2 separate regions of the Gasterosteus aculeatus genome follow, and region 2 is linked to region 1. The links are chromatin contacts, called in public Hi-C maps. All regions are on one chromosome and are shown on one strand. Each heading gives the region's core, a stretch centred on a gene start, on an enhancer-like site or on the middle of the called end of the contact. The rest is flanking DNA. Distances are from core to core; before and after follow the strand shown. Region 1 holds the start of zeb2b (zinc finger E-box binding homeobox 2b). Region 2 has its middle 13 kb from the start of LOC144388943.

Evidence for each region. A called contact is a pair of places that touch in the nucleus more often than the background predicts.
Region 2: a Hi-C map of skeletal muscle shows a contact between it and region 1, with 3 times the contacts expected there. The contact joins the enhancer-like site here to the promoter of zeb2b in region 1. A contact is called at or near these places in 2 of 6 Hi-C or Micro-C datasets (both in skeletal muscle).

The regions. Positions count from the first base shown.
Region 1 is chr1:30,417,454-30,422,656 of fGasAcu3.hap1.1, reverse strand. It overlaps zeb2b (zinc finger E-box binding homeobox 2b), which reads right to left and starts at 1,344. Exons shown (of 11, transcript XM_078102633.1): 1 at 1,017-1,344; 2 at 815-878. LOC120813969 (a long non-coding RNA gene) reads left to right here. Exons shown (of 2, transcript XR_005711132.2): 2 at 1,129-2,294.
Region 2 is chr1:30,567,305-30,572,592 of fGasAcu3.hap1.1, reverse strand. No RefSeq gene overlaps it. Among protein-coding and RNA genes, the nearest start is that of LOC144388943, 13 kb to the right of the region's middle. Within about 2 kb of position 3,917, at least 2 of the 9 cell types and tissues checked have open chromatin away from gene starts, as enhancers often do.

The sequences.
Region 1 (5,203 bases), core at 95-2,594:
CCTGGTTTATTTTCTGAAGTTGAAATGTTTCCCCCAAAAAACCCCAATAAGTGGAAATTCACTCGGGTTTAATGGTTTTTAGTGTCCAACACCTAAATTGGAGCTGTGTAGTTCTGCAGCTGTCTGCCTCAGGCATGACGGCTGATTACCAAGATTATAATCCTAATTTCCTCTCCCTCTCTGCTTCAGTGTGTGTGCGTGTGAACAGAGGCCCACTTTTAGCTTTCTGACAGAGAAAACACAAACACAGCGGTGTGGTGGGCTTGTAGGAATGTTCTGTAGTATTTAGAGAATGCGTCTGTGTAATTACATCGTCCCTTTGTACACATGCAGCAGTAACAGAACAGACGAATAAACTCACTGCTATGTTTTTTGTACATAAGTGAGAGAAAAAAAAATTAAGAAAACGGGTAAAAAAAAAAAAAAGCAGTCCCGAAAGGTTTTTTTTTTTTTTTTTTTTTTTGCCGGTTTTCTGGTATTTTTTTGGATTTATTTGCATATTTCCACATGTGCGGCCCTCGCACAAACACTCAAACATCCACATCGCAGAGCGTCTCGTACGTGATGTTTAACAAAGAGAGCACCGGCCCAGCGATGCCGTAATCTCAAAAACAATGAACGCGTCTTTCAGCACCGCCGGGGTTCTGTACAGTGAAGCGAGACGCGCACGGCGGGAACGCGCCTCAGGACCCAAACGCCGCTCCGTGACCTCGTCGAGCGGCCGCCGGCGCTCCCCACCAACGGCCCGATTCAGCGCGGGCAGAAGTCACACGACGTGAATGTCAGAAATACAGATTGATGCGTAACAACTCACCTGTGTGCTCCAGATGTGTCTCCCTGCTGCGGGTCCTCGGCCCAATATGACGTGTGCAGAATCACTGTGAGAGAGGAGGACAGAGTGAAAAAAAGTCCCGTTCATATCCAGACACATTCATAAGAACTGCAGATACGGTTCCACAGGAAGGAGGTCAAAGGTCAGCGCAAGCCAGACTGATGTGGCTACCAGTGATACTCACACTGAGGTCTCATCATTTGTGCCAGCTCTCTAATTGTTGGCACAAACAGCTGTGACTCCTTTCCAAGCTAAACAGTGACTCAGCTTTTCCTCCACCGTTTGCTTCTTATCAGGAAAATAAAATCCACTCAAAAGGAATCTGGCGGAGCACGGGAAGGCCAACGTCTCCAGCGACACCGGAGGAAGCGGCTCGGTAATTGCAGGTGGTTAGCAGCTCTTCAGCAGCTTTACTCCCCCGTCACGCCGTCCTCGCGTGCTGGGCGGGACGCCGTTCTTACGTTAGGTAAGAGGTGACTCAGATCTGCCGACAGCAGGGGAGTCGACTGGTCCTGTTGATGTAAAGCAACAAAGAAACGTTACGAAATGATGGCAAATAATTAGTGTTCAGCCCAGTCACAATAAGAAAGAGGGTGCCCCCAAAATCCACTTCTACAATTGAAAACATCTGTCCAGAGGCAGCAGCTCGGCCTCTCAAGTGCTCAGTTTGTGCCGGAGCCTCTTTTTAATTAGAAGGCCGCTCGTCGCTGGCGTTCAGAGGTTGTGAATGCACGACAGAGGAGCCGTGGCGTCCCAGATCACATCAAACCGGGCTCCTCTCCCCGGGCAGCGGCTCCACGGCGGCTCCGGAGACCCACGGACAATTAAAGGCCGAGAGGCGAAGGCTCCCGCGTGCGTTCCGCGAACATGCAAAATGAATTTAGTTCACATTTTCCACGAGCGAGAGAGAGAGAGAGCGAGAGAGAGAGAAAACCTCTTTTCTGATCTCTGTCGGTCCAACGAGGAAACTAGCACACAGACAAAAAGTATTGATTTTTTGATGTTGTTCTTGTTAGCTGAAATGTGCGCGGAGGCTTCTACAAATGACCACTTGTTCGACCGAGACTCTTACAAGAACAAGACGAACGCGCCACGTCTTCCTGCAGAAAGACAACGGAATAAAAACTGTGTTTAGTCCCACCAGCACGTCTCAAGTTGGACCAGCTATGTGTGTGTATTTCATTCTTTTTCATTCGTATTTGTTCTCAAATGTTTGGGTGCACAAATCAACATTTAAAATGAATAATAAATGCGCTCCGCTGATGAAGATGATACCGCGGATGTTCAAATGAATGCAAGTAAGTCCGCTGCTACTTCAAAAGGCGAGAATGCACTAAATTATGTTTGATGACGACCTCCTCTTAATACATGTGAATGCATAACCTGCCCCGTAGTAAATCACAATTAAACAGATGTCATTAGACATTCACAGTTATCACCGGACTGGCTGCACGCCCCCCCCATGAAAGGAATCATCTTAACACATCGACACGGCCCGATTCTTTATCAGCTGCTTAAATAGAGGGCGAAGCCCTGAAAAGAAGTCAGCAGTTCTGCTGATTGTTGTGAGGGGATTGAGTGTGTGTGTGTGTGTGTATGTGCACACACATATTTGTGTATTGTGAGTCACCAAACCAATTCCTGCACATTTACTGTACAAATAAAGGGGTTTGGATTGAGCCCGTGATAGGTCCCACAAGAAAACTTCTTGCTCTGAGAAGAGGGGGAAAAGAGGACTTATCGCTGGCTGAAATTAATAATTGACTGCGTCTCCGATGAATAATTAATCAAACATTTGAATAATTGTTGTAGCTCTAATCTGGACAGACATTTGCATACCGGCGTGCTCTTAATATCCGCCGCTGTACACAGAGTCTACATCCTCTCAGGACCTTGTCTGGTCTCACAGATGTTCCTCTAGTCGTCCATCAGCCGCTACGGGAGGAAACCAGAGGAACCCGCATCACTCACTGGAAGAAGAGGATCGCGTGTATTAGAACACTGATACGAAAATCTCATCATGTCAGACTGCCGGCAGGACGAGGTAACTGACTGTAGAGGAATGTTATACAACGGCACCGGCCATTTATATTACAACAACAGTTTATTTGGAAGAACCAGAATCCAATGTAATTTAGAAGAAACATCTCGCTGTCGCTGCCTCGGAACACGGCCAAGAGAAGAGAGAGTGTGTGTGTGTGTGTGTGTGTGTGTGTGTGTGTGGGCACCGAATAGAAACCACTAACTGCAAACTTCACGGCAGCAAGCTGGCCTCCTCTGACCCTGAGTGGCAGCAGCCGGCTTTGAACCGGCGGCCTCTTCCATGAGAGTTTGCTCGTTTGCGGCTTCAAATGTCGGCATCGTATTTCAGCGCCGCCTCGGACAAGCGCGTCCGTTTAGAGTTTATGGCCCTGCCAGGACTCATCGCAGACGCGCCATCCCTTCCCATGCGTTGTCGTCCCAGGCGTCGGTTATCTGCATTCGGTGGGGGGGGGGGGGACGGGGGGACGTCGACGTGAGGCGGCGCAGGAAGCAAATTGCCGCTGTGCGTCCCCCACTTCCTGTTATCGCTCCGTCAGGGCCGAGCGAAGCCATCGCTCTCACCTCTCGCTTTTCCCCTCCTGAGAACACAGAGTGTGTGTGTGTGTGTGTGTGTGTGTGTGTGTGTGTGTGTGTGTGTGTGTGTGTGCGTGTGCGCGCTGGGAGAGGAGTCAATGATTCGTCTTTTGATCCCGGCGTGCTTGTTGTCAAAAGCTGCCCGGATTGAAGAGACTGTTGGCCACAATTGACTGTGACAATTAGGGCGCGATCGCGTCCCCGAGTGCAGCACTTAAAGGCTAATTTACATGTCACTTTGGCGAATTAAAAAAAAGAAAAGAAAAAAAACAGCGAAAGAAAAGATATCGCTCGCCGCCCTCCTCCCCTTTCTCCCCCCCTCCCTCCCTCCCTCCCTCCCTCCCCGTCTATCTGCGCGCTCTCTTTTTTCGCTCCTCCATGCCTTGTAAACTGTAATTTGTACACTGCTTAGGGGAACCTGGCAGAAGAGAGGCGGCCGGCATTTCCATTTGAAAGGAAGCAATCACCGGGCCACTGCTGAGCCTATTGTCCGGTGGTGGCTGTGAGAGGGGGGGGGCGGGGGGGGGGGGCGGTGGAGTTAACCTTCTGGCGAGGTACATTACACACGAGGTTTACATGCATGTATATGTGCACGGGTCACACACACGTCAGTCGGGCGGGACTGGGGGGACTTTTAGTAGGCATTATCATCAGGGTGGGGGGTGGGGTGGGGGGCTGTTGTGACTGTCAGAAGTCACATGGCCTCGTGACCTCATCCGGGACGTCCCGCTTCACGCTCTCAAACTGGCTTGTTACATCTTTGCCTGAACCCTCGTTATGAGCGTCTGTGTTGCCCGATCACGAGCGATCACAACAATCACCATGAAATGTTTCATCTCGCGTCGAATCACCGACGAAAAGACGTCCCGCGCGGGGGAGACGTCCCGCGTGGGGAAGACGTCCCGCGTGGGGAAGACGTCCCGCGGGGGAAGAAGAGTCCTTCTTCTGGCCGCGTTCCTCCCGCTGCAGGAATGTGCGCCCGCTTTAGTTTAGTGTGTCGGGCTTTTGCGGCGTTGCAGCTGATTTTTTGCTGCGTGATGACAGTAAACGCCACTTGAAGCCTCTCGGTGGACGAAGGTCGACCTTGGGGGGGTGGGAGGGAGGGGCCGGGGGGGGCCGAGGGGGGGGAGGTGTGCAGAAGCACTGGGAGCCCACAGGTTCGGCCTCAGAGGGGTCAGAGGCCGCTCTTCATCGCTTCAGTGTCTGAACTCGGCTGCTGCAGCTCGGTTCAGATGAGTCGGTTATGGCTCCAACGACCCCCCCCTCCCCCCCTCTGCCCCCCCCCCCCCCCCCCCGTCGGCTCTTCCCCATGGCTGAAGTTTCTTTCTGCTGCTCTGACAGGCTGTTTGTGACAGGTGCAGTGTGTGTGCGTGCATGAAAAGTGTGTGTGGTTGGGTGTGTGAAAGGACACCCCCCCCCCCCACCACCACCTCGCCTTCACCCATCTCACACACAGACACACACACACACACACACACTCCTGCTGTCCATTGAAAGAGAACATAGAGGGGACAGAGTGTGTAGAGAAACAGCAGGTTGATGGGATAATGCCCATCATCTGTTGCACCGTGTCATTTCTGTGCTGCTGTAACCTGCTTTTGTAACGGCCCTGTACACACACACACACACACAAGCATGTAAACACACACACTGTTGGCATTCATCACTCTATTCGTACAGCAGTGCGTCTGCTCCACAGTGTGTGTGCATGTGTGTGTTTGTGTCCTGCATGTGAACGAGATTCAATTTGTTGAA
Region 2 (5,288 bases), core at 2,668-5,167, 150 kb before region 1:
ACGCAAATGAAAAGCAGGCAGACGCCAAACGACTGGACGCCCTCACACAGCGTCCGGCGAGGAGCGACACGCCGCTGGAAAAAGTCCCCAGCAACAGCGCCTCCTGATCCGGTGACGCCCGCCAGCTTTTTGCTCTTTTCACTCAGTGTTTCCCCACCAACAAATATTCATTGGGTTCGTCTCTCCAGTGAGGCCTTTGTGACAGAATCCCTGCACGGAGCAGGAGGAGCAGGAGGAGCGGGAGGAGCAGGAGGAGCAGGAGGAGCAGGAGGAGCGGGAGGAGCAGGAGGAGCAGGAGCAGGAGAAGCAGAAGGAGGAGCAGGAGCAGCAGGAGCAGGAGGAGCAGGAGCAGCAGGAGAAGCAGAAGGAGCAGGAGGAGGAGAAGGAGGAGGAGCAGCAGGAGAAGCAGAAGGAGCAGCAGGAGGAGCAGGAGCAGCACGAGGAGGAGGAGCAGGAGCAGCAGGAGGATCAGCAGGAGCAGGAGGAGCAGGAGAAACAGGAGCAGCAGGAGAAGCAGGAGGAGAAGCAGGAGGAGCAGGAGGAGGAGCAGGAGGAGCAGAAGGAGGAGGAGCAGCAGGAGAAGCAGAAGGAGCAGCAGGAGGAGCAGGAGCAGCACGAGGAGGAGGAGCAGGAGCAGCAGGAGGATCAGCAGGAGCAGGAGGAGCAGGAGAAACAGGAGCAGCAGGAGAAGCAGGAGGAGAAGCAGGAGGAGCAGGAGGAGGAGCAGGAGGAGCAGAAGGAGGAGGAGCAGCAGGAGAAGCAGAAGGAGCAGCAGGAGGAGCAGGAGCAGCACGAGGAGGAGGAGCAGGAGCAGCAGGAGGATCAGCAGGAGCAGGAGGAGCAGGAGAAACAGGAGCAGCAGGAGAAGCAGGAGGAGAAGCAGGAGGAGCAGGAGAAACAGGAGGAGCAGGAGGAGCAGAAGGAGCAGGAGCAGCAGAAGGAGGAGCAGGAGGAGCAGGAGGAACAAGAGGAGCAGCAGGAGCAGCAGGAGGAGCAGGAGCAGCGGCTCTGTGACAGGCGTAACCAGGCGGCACCCTGAGGTGGAGCGCCGTACACACGCCTGCTGTTTGCTCAACGGCACTCAGTCTGAAATATGAATGTGTGGCCGCGCCGTACATCATGTTATCTGACATGTTGTATTAAAATTTATGAACGACTTCATCAAAAAGCACTTTCTGCCAGACAGATTCGCCCCGACATCGGAGTTACACGGCTGGTTGGAGCCTCGGATAAATGTGTGTGTGCGTGTGTGTGTGTGCGTGCGTGTGTGCGTGCGTGTGTGTGTGTGTGTGCGTGTGTGTGTGTGTGCGTGCGTGCGTGTGTGCGTGCGTGTGTGTGTGTGCGTGCGTGTGCGTGCGTCAGTGGCCGAGTGTAAAACGACGTGTGTGTTTGCAGGAAACAAAAAACACTTTTGTGAGACTTTTTGTCTTACAAAATAAAGGCGTGATATTAACAATTATTAGAATGTGTTAATAAACGTTATTTAGATTGAATTCTATCGACGGATTAGAAGTGAGGCTCATCTGAAATAAACAACTCGACAAAAGTCAGCAGCCGACCGGAGCGCCGGGTCGTGAAATGATACCTGTCATCTGCCCGCTGCTGAACCCTGAAGAGGGGGCGGGGTCTCCAGGTCAGGACGCCATCTGCCAGCGCAGCCCTCTCCTGTTCCTGCACATTAGCAGCTGATTGGCTGGAACCGGCCTGGGGGGAGGATGGGGGAGGATGGGGGAGGTCGTCACACGCAAACACAAAACAGGATTCGATGTAAAACCTAATGGAGCAACACGTGTAGAAGTGCATTAGAATCACAAAGGAGGCCAATCGGCGAGGGTTCGATAAGGTCGATTGCTTCATCATCACACGTGTGTCGCGTTGCGTGTTGGATGCAGGTCACGCGCGCGCTAGCTGAGGGCAGAGAGGGAGCATTTGTTGCCCCTGTAAAGCTCGTGGATCTTTGACTCGTCTTTGCTCCTCGCCGCGTGGCCGCCAATGTGCCGCCAATGTGCCGCCAATGTGCCGCGTGAGAACATTAAACGTGAGCGGAACGAAGGGACGGACCTCTGTGCCGCCCGACATCCTGCAACACATGAAAGCAGAGGCTCCCCTCCTCCCCCCTCCCTCCCTCGCTAGTTCAGCTGTCTGGTCAATGGGACCGGGGCAAGTAGCCAAGCATGTACAGCCAAGCTCCCCCTGCCTCCCCCTCCTCCCCCTCCTCCCCCCTCCCGTCCAGACGGCCTCCTGTTCAGCTGCGCCGCTCGCCGCAGGTTCCAGCCGGGTCAGATGTTCAACACGAGCGTCAACATGTTCGCCCCTCACCGCTGTTTACCGGGGGGGGGGGGGGGGGCGGCTCGGGCGCCGAGCCCCCCCCGCCGACCCGGAGCAGCCTCGCAGACGGCGTTGGACGGGAACTGCCTGAGGCATCTGAATGCACCTGTAACGCGCGTGCAGGAAGTCATTCTGCCCGTCTCCCTCGCTGTCACACACAAGTCAAAGGTGCAGCGCCGCCCTACTAGCCGCCGTGCTAGCCGCCGTGCTAGTGCTAGCCGGCGTGCTAGCCGCCCAGGTGCAGAGCAGAAAGGGTTGCGGCGCGTTGTGGGAACGCCAGCTGCCCCCGAGTTCCTGCGACGGTGTGAGTGTTTGGGATTTGTGCGCCAACAGAAGGACTCGACATGCAAGAGCGACAGCAGCTCGTTTCCTGTGTCTTCCCACGTCGATAAAATAAAACCCCACTTCTGTTCCGCCCCCCCCGCGTCTGATGGATGGTGCCGAATGTGTTTGAGCTTCATCAAAGCGGGACGACTCGAGCAGAAAACATGCATATGTTTGACCATTAAAGCCTCCCACAATATTGACTGTACTTTTCCTTCGGAAAGTCAGACGTTTCGCTGCGTTTCTGCTCAAAGTGTTCAACCTTTGAACCGGTTTCTGCAAACGAGCGCGCCGGCAGTTTGAGTCGGAACGAGCCGAACTTTCCACACAGAAAGGAAACGTTTATTAGGTTTAGCACAAACAGCCGCTCGGGGTCAAAGTGTCTGCTCCCATTCCGTTAAAAAGTTTTACTTGGTGTGAAAAGGAAATAGTCTAAAATACAGAATATTTTTCAAATATTTTCCATTTAATCCTTTTAAATCAATTTTTTATTTGTAACTTATACATTATTCATGTTTATATATTCATTTATAACTTATTTTGTCAGTATCTTACTAGTATAATTGTAATGTAACTTTATATTCCCACATTCAATGTCCCATTAAAGTCCTATTTAAGACCTCGTGGTGGTCGTCCATCGACCCGCGAGACGAGGCCGAAGCGTTTGGACGCCGGCTGACCCGAGGACGGGAAGAGGACGGGTAGAGAGGGCGGAGAGAGGACGGGTCAGAGGACGGGGAGAGGACGGGGAGAGGACGGGTAGAGAGGACGGGGAGAGGACTGGGAGAGGACGGGTAGAGAGGATGGGGAGAGGACGGGTAGAGAGGGCGGAGAGAGGACGGGGAGAGAGGACGGGGAGAGGACGGGGAGAGGACGGGTAGAGAGGGCGGAGAGAGGACGGGTAGAGAGGGCGGAGAGAGGACGGGGAGAGAGGACGGGGAGAGGACGGGGAGAGAGGACGGGGAGAGGACGGGTAGAGAGGACGGGGAGAGGACGGGTAGAGAGGACGGGGAGAGGACGGGTAGAGAGGACGGGGAGAGGACTGGGAGAGGACGGGTAGAGAGGACGGGAGAGAGGACGTGGAGAGGACTGGGAGAGGACGGGTAGAGAGGATGGGGAGAGGACGGGTAGAGAGGACGGGGAGAGAGGACGTGGAGAGAGGACGTGGAGACGACGGAGAGAGAGGACGGGTAGACAGGACGGGGAGAGAGGACGGGGAGAGAGGACGGTTAGAGACAACGGGTAGAGAGGACGTTAGAGAGGACGGGTCGACCCGGCGGCCCCCGGAATGTTTGTGCTGCAGACGGATGGATGTGGATCAGCAGAATGGCATCTGCTTAGTGTGCACGGACACACACACACACACACACACACACGGACAGACACACACACACACACACACACGGACAGACACACACACACACACACACACACACACGGACAGACACACACACACACACACACACACACAGACACACACGGACACACACACACACGGACAGACACACACACACACAAGGACAGACACACACGGACACACACACACACGGACAGACACACACGGACACACACACACACACACACGGACAGACACACACGGACACACACACACACGGACAGACACACACACGGGGGAGGTATTAGCATGCGGAGCAGCTTGTCAGAGCATTTGTTCATATTCAAAGCAGCAACGGGAGCAAAGTCTTTGGTTTCCTCTTAAAGGTGCCGAACGCTTCATGCGTTCAGCTTCCTGTAAAGTAGAAAGAAGAACATTGTTTCTATTGATATATTAGGAGGTTGTCACACATAAATGTTTATATTTCATGTGTTTCTGCCACCATTGCAAATGTCTTTAATCTAAAGTGATGAACTGAATAATCGGCCTCTTTAAACGCGCTGCGTCTTCTTCCAGGGAGACGTTTTCTATTCAGAGACACGCTGGAACAGAACATACATGAAACATTCCTTTCAACGGCCTCGCTGACGTTTTTTCGGGCCTTTTGTTTTTGAAGTGGAGGTAAAAGTTGGAACGGGCAGAATGAGCTGGAGGGACCACAGCCCACCTCCACTCGCAGCTTCTGGCTCCTCTTCAGGAGCAAGAACCTCAGGTGTTAATTGATCTCCGTCTTCCTCCTCCAGCTCCACGCCGCACTCTTGGACCTTCGTCAACGGGGCGATGAGGCGACTCTCAGCTCGTGTGAAACGGTGCTGGCAGTCCCCGGCGCTCACATTCGCTCCCCATACAGCCGCTCTTCTTTCGGCGGATTGCTCCCCCGGCGACGCAGACAGCACAATGGTCTCACTGAGCGCTGACGATTAACACATAAAAGCGACACGGGGAATCTCGCCGCTAGATACCAGCGCACACGAGAGGGCAAAGCATTCATGGCGTGCCAGGGACTTCAGTGGGAGCCCCCGCTATCTGATTGGTGATCTTTTGTTTTGGCGGCGCCCCTCGAATCGGGGGGGGGGGGGGGGGGGCGGCCCAATCAGATCAGGGACGGGGGGGGAGGCAGAGACGAGACAATCGCCGCTTTCCATTTGCTGTCCGTCTCCGAGCGGCTTCTCTCGAGGCCGCCAGAGAGGAGTCAAGTCGAAGCGTCTCCATCTCCAGCACCCCCCCGTCCCCCCATCCC